Linked DNA regions of Mus musculus: region 2 is linked to region 1. Evidence: chromatin contacts called from public HiChIP or PLAC-seq data. All regions are on one chromosome and are shown on one strand. The core of a region is the stretch at or near the end of the contact, and the rest is flanking DNA. Distances in the headings are between cores, read along the strand shown. Region 1 holds the start of 1700112N08Rik (a long non-coding RNA gene). Region 2 holds the start of Tmem120b (transmembrane protein 120B).

The links. HiChIP or PLAC-seq counts read pairs in DNA pulled down with a chosen protein or histone mark.
Region 2: a contact with region 1 is called in an H3K27ac HiChIP or PLAC-seq map of embryonic stem cells, with 5 read pairs. The contact joins the promoter of Tmem120b here to the promoter of 1700112N08Rik in region 1. A contact is called at or near these places in 1 of 39 promoter capture datasets (cranial neural crest), 1 of 484 Hi-C or Micro-C datasets (embryonic stem cells) and 1 of 115 datasets of contacts at active chromatin or transcription factors (embryonic stem cells).

What each region holds. Positions count from the first base shown.
Region 1 is chr5:122,273,747-122,277,828 of GRCm38.p6, reverse strand. It overlaps 1700112N08Rik (a long non-coding RNA gene), which reads right to left and starts at 2,506. Exons shown (of 4, transcript XR_878753.1): 1 at 2,280-2,506; 2 at 1,204-1,327.
Region 2 is chr5:123,073,995-123,078,212 of GRCm38.p6, reverse strand. It overlaps Tmem120b (transmembrane protein 120B), which reads right to left and starts at 1,938. Exons shown (of 12, transcript NM_001039723.2): 1 at 1,718-1,938. The coding sequence starts at 1,786.

The DNA.
Region 1 (4,082 bases), core at 1,257-3,756:
TTGCTGCCTTTCCCAGGCTGGCCTTGAACCCACAGTCCTCCTCCCTCAGCCTCCCGAGTAACTGGGATTGTATGCCTTCATCGCTAGACCTCGCTACCAAATGCTTTTACTAACCCAGTTAACAGTAGTGGTAATGGACAATTTTGGAGTTTCAGCTTCTTTTTAAAAAAAAAAATCAGAAATATTATGGGAATATGTTTTCATTTTAGTCCCAGGGGTGGGAAATGGGGCTGCTTCGGATTGTCCACCCCATGACGATGATTTGCCTCGTGCTCTATCGGAGGTGTGATTTTTGACAGCTGCAGATAGTTTCTGCGACTGGGTGACATTTGGACTTCCGGGAACTTTTCAGAGAGTATAAACATGCTAGGGCCCCCAAACTGGTGGTGGATTGTTTTGTGTGTCGGTTGGTTGCTGTAGGTCATGGTTAAGTAGTCATGTGCAAAGGAGAAAAAATAAATAAATCAGATATCTTGACTTCCAAGATAAAACTTGTCCCAAGGATCTTGAATGCTCTAATTAGCAGGAAGTAGTCTGAAGATAGCATCTATCACTTCCCCCTCGATCCTTTTTCCTCTGCTACCTAGAGTTAGGGGGTTGAAAGGGTAGAAGTAAGAAGAACCCACAAAGTAACCAAAGGTAGCTACAAGTGCCCACTATCACTCTTGAAAATGTGTTACTTCACTCTGTAACCAACTCTGTACTCTGTGCCAAATGAAGTAAAAAAGATAAACCAATCAACAGAACTGTCTGGTCCCAGCTGCCCTTATTATTCTCTTTAATGTTTGGGCAAAATGGAAGTTCCACCAAAGCAGGGAATTATAGCCATTGCCTCCCTTCCCTGTGGCGCTTCCTCCCAAGGGTCCAGTGGAATGCCTGCTATTTAACAGACACTAAGTGTAGCAGTGAGTCCCCCTCCCCCCCCTTGCCCTCATCCCCCCCCTTCCCCCTCCCCACCCACTCCCCAGCTACAAGGCTTTGTGCTCCAGGCCTGTGGAGCTTCCACCTGCCCAGGGAATCTTTGGATCTGCTAATGAAAGACACACACACACACACACACACACACACACACAAACACACACACACACACACACACACATTAGCTTACTGTTGAAATGCCTTGGTTACCTCAAAGGCTTGGCACTCCTACACCTTCCCCTGCTACCCCAGGCCCAATCAGGGAAGTGGCCACCAGTCACCCACCTGAATTCTCACGTGGCTGGTTGGCTTCCTCACCTGCAGCCCCTGGGCCCCATCATTCTTCTCCAGTCGGGGAAATCCTCCTTTCTCCCCTCTGCGTCCACGCCCTCCAAACAAGGACCTTTAGCTTTTGGAAACAGAGATTCCTGGTTGAATCAGAGCATTAGAACCAATCTCCAACAACCAAGCAAGCATCTGGGGACAAACCTAACTTGGTAAAAGAACCTTGGCGGTCACACAGAACAAGCAACCTGTTTTCCACCTGAGGAAAGTGGGTGAATAGAAAGTCTATGCCACCACACTGTGGAGGTACATGCTTGTAATCCCAAGATTCGAAAGTCAGAGGCAGGTAGATATCTGTGAATCTGAGGCCAGCCTGGTCCACACAGCTCCAGGACAGCCAGGGTTACATAGTGAGACATTGCTTTTTTTGTTTTATGATTTTTTTAAAAATTGAGTGTAGTGGCACACAACTTCAATCTAAGCACTTGGCAGGTAGATCTCATTAGTTCAAGGCCAGCCTAGTCTACAGAGCAAGTTCCAGGATGGTCAAGGCTAGAGAAAACCTAGTCTTGAAAAGAAAAGAATTTTTTTTAATTTAAATTTAAAAAGGGAACAAAATCCGAAAAACTTCTCATAAGAAGCCAATGGGTAGTTGGGTGTTGCTGGTCTGAACTGGAGACCTGGAGAGGGGTCTCCAGGAAGTTAATGACTAGGAAGGAACTAGGTGCCATCCATTCTTGGTAGTTGGTTCACATTGCTTTGCTGGGATGTGGGTGGAAGGTGGGGAGGTCATGTTTTCCCCTCCTGAAACCCATCGCCTCCTCTCAGCTCTCTGAGAATAGAATTTGATTCTCTTGGAGAAAAAGTAATCCACTATGTCTGAGATTTGTGTACTTGGACCAATGTTCCAAGAAGCGACACACTGGAGCTGGAGAGACACCTTATTTGGCAAGCATGAAGACCTTAGTTCGGAGATCCGAACTAAGCACTGACAAGAAAGTTGAGCCCAGTGGTTTGTGCACCTGCAATCCCCCAGCGCAGGGGAGGTAGAAGCAAGAGGACCCCCTGGTGCTTACTTGTGAGCTCCGGGTTCGGTGTGAGATACCATCGGAAAATTAAGGTAGGGATCAATCGAGGAAGATACCTGATGTTAACGTCTGGCTTCTGTACACATACCTATGTATGTGCACGTGCACTAGAACCCGTGCGCGCACACACACACTCAGAAATAAGTCAACTCACGCGCAAAGTGGAGACATGACCCATCTGTGGCCAATCAGCATCCTAGTCTCTTGGTCACAGTCATTGGCTTAAAGAGGAAGGACCTAACTAGTGTCAAACCGATGAAAGCGATTTTGAGATCGTGTAGAGAGTTAAGAAGAGTCAATGCCCAACCAGCGCCCTAGAGCAGGTGGGATGCAGGCTTGGGTCTCCGAGGGCTGCCATCTTGGCTACTTGATTAGAACCAACTGTGACATTCATTGAAGCCCCTTCTAAAATCCTGCGGGCCTCAAGAGAGGATCAATCACATTTTGCTGAGTTCCCCCTTGGACTTAAGCCTCAGGCTTTGACTTGCAAAACAAAGCGGCCCGACAGACACAACACGTGACCAGCTTCCATGGCTACCCTAACAGTGTCAAGAACAAAGTTCCTACCACAAAGGCGGCTGTGTGGGAGGAGCTTCTCTGCTCATTTGCATAGAGAAGTGGGAACAGGTGCCTCTCAGGGCCCCACTGAAGGAAATTTCTGACTTCCTGCTTCAGTCTCTGCTCCAGATACAGCAAGCTCCTGATTGGAGGGCTTGGAAAAGATGCTGGGTGTGTAGCCTGTCTCTTCCACCTTTTTGACCTCGATCTGTCCTGACCTTCAGACACGTGCGTTACGTGGACACCTGTGGATTCCTGGTCCCTGTAGTAACCCAGCCCAGGTCTGGCAAAATCAGTTTGATCCCGAGAGGTTGTTTCTGACCAAGCTGGGTCTCCTTTGAAATTTGAACATCAATGTTAGTGCTTAGATTTCTAGTGTCCTGATTTGGACGTCAATGTTAGCAGTACTGCCACTCCACAAAACCCCTCGTGTTCACTGATGTTTCTCTTTTTGGAGAGCTTCCAGAGGCCGACTTTGGGAGCCTAAAATAACACGTAAAGGTCAGTTGTTGTTTTTTTGTTTTTTTAAAAATACAATCCAGGGGGGTTGGTGGGATGGCTCAGTGGGTAAGAGCGCCCGACTGCTCTTCCGAAGGTCCAGAGTTCAAATCCCAGCAACCACATGGTGGCTCACAACCATCCACAACAAGATCTGACTCCCTCTTCTGGAGTGTCTGAAGACAGCTACAGTGTACTTACATATATTAATAAAATAAATCTTTAAAAAAAAATACAATCCAGGTCTGGGGTTTAAAGGTAATTTAACTGTGAGTTAGGATTCTGGGACTGGGTGGTTTGAGATAGCTAAAATTGTTCTGCTAGGTTTTAACTGGTAACTACCTAAGGACCTAAATTTTTGGATTGAAGAAACCATTCATTCCCACCTCCTCTTCCTACTCTAAACTATGAAAACTGTCCTCAGGTTGTACAGTGGGTCTCCTGGGTGGGTCTAGGTGCTCCCTTCTCTGACCAATAAAAGGTCTGCTCTTGCTATTAAGGCAGATCTGCATTTATTTACCTCTGCCAGTTTAATTCTTACTTTGCGGATCCCAGGGGTCAAACTCAGGTTATCAGGCTTGGCCCCAGTCTTATTTACTGAGCTATCTCACCCGCCCTACCCGTCTCCGCAGCCCCCACCCCCCATCCTTTTTGGATGATGCTGGGGATTGAACTCATGGCCTCCTGAAAGCTATGCAAATGCTATCCGTGTACTACTCCAGCCCTTTCTGCCTA
Region 2 (4,218 bases), core at 689-3,188, 800 kb before region 1:
GAGAAGAGAAGAGAATTTTTGCTCCAGTCTATGACCTTAACCACCAGGAAGCTATCCACTCTGTACTCAGACCCAGAAGCTGACCATCAAGCCTACACCAGTTGGGTCCCTCTTCCTCAAAGGAGGATCTAGTCTGTCCCAGTTGTCCCATCTCTAAGAAACCAGATCCTTCCAACAGCCCTTGCTGTTCACCACCAGACGAGGAGATCCAGATCAACTCATAACTCCTCCGCCCCCGACCACCCGAGCACCTGACCCCTCATGACATCTTCCTGTCATAACAAATCAAAGGCCTCCTTTACGACACCTGCCTGCCAAGACTTGCTACCTAATTGTTGATAATTGCATTAATTGCATAGTTCTGCAGTGTTAGGCTCCTCCTCCTCGTAGTTTAAAACAAGCCGAAAGGAAGGAAATAGAAGCAAAAGCCCCACGCAGGAAACCTCTTCTCCCACTCCCAACTCTAAGACCCACTCACTGGCTCTGTGGCTGGGCATGGCTTCACAGCCCAGTGGGAAAAATTGTTAAGGATATGGCTGAGTCTTTTCCCCGTGGGTGGAACCAAAAGGGATCCTCTGGGAACTATGAGGAACCCAAGACCTCAGATCTGAAAGAGAAGGCACCAACCCATCCATATATGCTGGAGGGACTACGAAGGGATGACAGTCCTGGGTCTCTTAAGTCTCTGCCCATGCCGATCTGCTGCTCAGGTTCACCGGCATCCTTCTGTAACATCGGCAGCCTCACTTTACAAAGACCCATCACAGACCTCCCTTGACAGCATTCTCCTCTGGACATTGCAGGAGGTCAGCCCAACTGAGAACGCTACAGGGACAAGGGGAATGACAAAGTAACCATTGAGAGGAGGAGAGAGTGAATGCGAGGAAGCCATGTGTTGTTCCTCTTGGCCGTCCCCAAGGTTTCCTGAGTCTCTAGTCCCCAGAGCATATAGCTGAGGCCTCTCTGGACCCTCCTGATAGGACCGGGTGGCGATGCTATCCTCTCAAGAGCCCAGCTCTTATACCAACCTTCAACACACCAGGTGGAACGCTCTGTGCCAAAACGGTGAGGGGTTGGGTGCAGCCCTCTATCACCGGGTGAGGCAGCCAGCTGTCAGAACTGACAGATGCCTGCCATCCACAATGGTAAACTCAGCTCGCAGCAGCCGATAAGCAGAACCACATCAGAGCTCCCAAAGTCAAGGCTATGACTGAGGGGTCTCTGAGACTTAAAAACTGCCTAAGGGGCCAAGATGAAAGCAGCCAAGCACAACTCTCAAACCGCAGTTGCAGCGAGGGCTGCCCAGCCAGCACAGAGCGTGTAGTAAGGAGTTGAACAGCCAACTGCAACTGGAGGGTTGGGGGGAAGATCCCTTGTGTGGGGGTTGGTCTGGTGTCCTTTGAGTATCACAGTTTCCTCGTGAACACACCTGGAACTTGCCTCGGGGGCCAGAGACGAACTTTCTGTAGCGAAGGGAGAGCGTGGAGCAAAGAGTGGATGAGAGGGCGCGAGAATGAGGGGCGCCCCAAGAGACTGAGGAGCCAAAGCGCTGCTACATAGGAAGGGGCTGCGCCAGGCCACCCACCAGCCCATCGGACGCACAGCCCGGGCCACCGTCTGGGTCCTATCGCCCCACCTCCGGGCTGGGATGGCTAGATAGGGAAGGCACAAGCACCGCAGGTAGCAAGAGTGGCGGGACCAGGTGGCCCGGTCCTACCTGCAGCTCCTGAAATTCTCCCTCCAGCTCGTGCCACTCGCGCTCGCAACGCTCCAGCTGGCCGGACATGGTGCAATGGTGCAAGGCGGCGGCGGCGGCGGCGACGAAACCCGCAGCGTGACCCGTCCGGCCACCAGCAGCCCACGCCCGCCCGCTCACTAGCCGCCTCCCGAGGCACCAGCTGTTCCTGCGCAGCCGGAGCCACGCGCGCACCTGACGTCACGGGCCCCGCCCCGGCGCCAGCCTCACCCCCTCGCCCGAGGGTGGGGCCCGCGCATGCGCATGGGCGATCCCCCGGGCTCTGGCCTCGTGGCGGGTGCAACTCTTCAGTCTTCTTTGGGTCTCTTCACTCCTCGTGTGTAGGTAGTAGGTTTCTCGTCGGAGTGGGTGGAGGGTTTATGTGTAAGCTGCATTTATGGCTTATGTTACTTAGATTATCTTTGTGGGAGAGTGAGGTGGAAATGATTTGGAGGAGGTAAAGGGAAAATTCATGTATTCCTTCACATTGCCTGACCTAGGCCAAAGCCAGTGCCCTGAAATGACAGCTTTGACAGTGACCGCGTAGTAAGGTCAAGGGCAGGATGGGAAAAATGCAGACTTGGCTCTGTCATCTCACGCTGGCGATGATATTTATTGCAACCAATACAGCCTAGATACATCCCTGTCCTCTAAGACACTGGGTGACTCTTGACAGCTGGTGCTGTCAGTCAAAAGCCACAACCACCAAGTTTATGGAATACAGTTGCCTCCCTTTCCGTGCCAAGTCCGAAAAGACCTGCACAAGCCTGGCTTTTCCAACCACACCTCCTATCTCCCTGCCCTAAATCCAGCTCTCCGGCCATTGTTTTTATCCTGACTTGACATTCCTCCCTCTGAATCATCATGCAGTGGCTTCTTGCTCACTCCTGGAACCTCATTCAAATGACACCTGCAGCTGGGTGTGATATTGCATACCAGCCTTGACAACGTAGTAAGACTTGTCTCAACAAACAAACAAACAAACAAACAAATAAAATATCAAATGATGCCTGTCGGGGCTGGAGGGAAAAACTTCAGTGGTTAAGGGTGTGTGTTCTGCAGTTTGGGTGGCACATGCCTTTCATTGAAGCACTCCAGGGCCAGAGGCAGATAGATCTCTGTGGGTTTGAGACCAGCCTGGTCTACATAGCTCAGGGCCAGCTCCACAGTAAGACCCTGTAAAATTAATTAAAATTAAAAGGACACCTGCATTAGTTTCACAGGGCTATGCTTAGCTACAAGTGGGTGGCCTAGACAATAGAAGTGCATTTATCTCACAGCGACCAACCTGAAACGAAAGTGTCATGACTCCTGAGACCCTGGGTAGGGCCTTGCCTTGCTACCTAGTAGCCATGACAGTGACTGTTGAGCCTACATACTCCATGGCTTTCATCTGCATTGCTCCATTCTCTCTGACCAGTAGTTACAGGGCCTCTCTGTGTGCCCTCTCTTATGAAGACACTGTGAATGAAAATCCCCAGAAGGGCTAGAGAGATGGGTCAGCCTCAGCGGTTAAGAGCACTGGCTGCTCTCCCAGAGATCCTGAGTTCAATTCCCAGCAGTCACATGAAAGAGCTAGAGAAAGTACCCAAGGAGCTGAAGGTGCTTGCAGCCCACTAGGAGGAACAACAATGTGAATTAACCAGTATCCCCAGAGCTCCCAGGGACTAAACCACCAGCCAAAGACTACACACGGAGGGACTCATGGCTCTAGCTGCATATGTAGCAGAGGAAGGCCTAGTTGGTCATCAATGGGAGGAAAGGCCCTTGGTCCTGTGAAGGTTCTATGCCCCAGTGTAGGGGAATGCCAGGGCCAGGAAGCAGGAGTGGGTGGGTTGGTAAGCAGTGAGAGGGGGAGGGGATAGGGGGTTTTCGTGGGGGAAACCAGGAAAGGGAATAACATTTGAAATGTAAATAAAGAAAATATCTAGTAAAAAAAAAAAAACAACCAATCAAAGTGGGAAAATGAAAAAAAAAAATTTGTTTTGTTTTTTTTTTTTTTGAGACAGGGTTTCTTTTTCTTTTTCTTTTTTCTTTTTTTTTTTTTTTTTTTTCTTTTTCTTTTGGTTTTTCGAGACAGGGTTTCTCTGTGTAGCCCTGGCTGTCCTAGAACTCACTCTGTAGACCAGGCTGGCCTTGAACTCAGAAATTCACCTGCCTCTGCCTCCCAAGTGCTAGGACTAAAGGTGTGTGCTACCACTGCCTGGCAAAAAAACAAACAAACAAACAAAAAAACAAAACAAAAAAACCCAACTTTTTAAAATGTATTAACTTAATAAAACCTTAGTTTCTGCTAGTCATCAAAAGACTAAATGTGCTGTCAGATAACACCTCAAGTCTAAAGTGGAATGTCTCCATTTCGGTGTAACTTAATGATTTTTGCAGTGTATTATCAAGTGTCTTGATTTAAGACTATCTTTGTTCAGTTAATACCAAAATTTCATCAAACTATTACCACCTTGGAACATGGACTTTGGGGTATT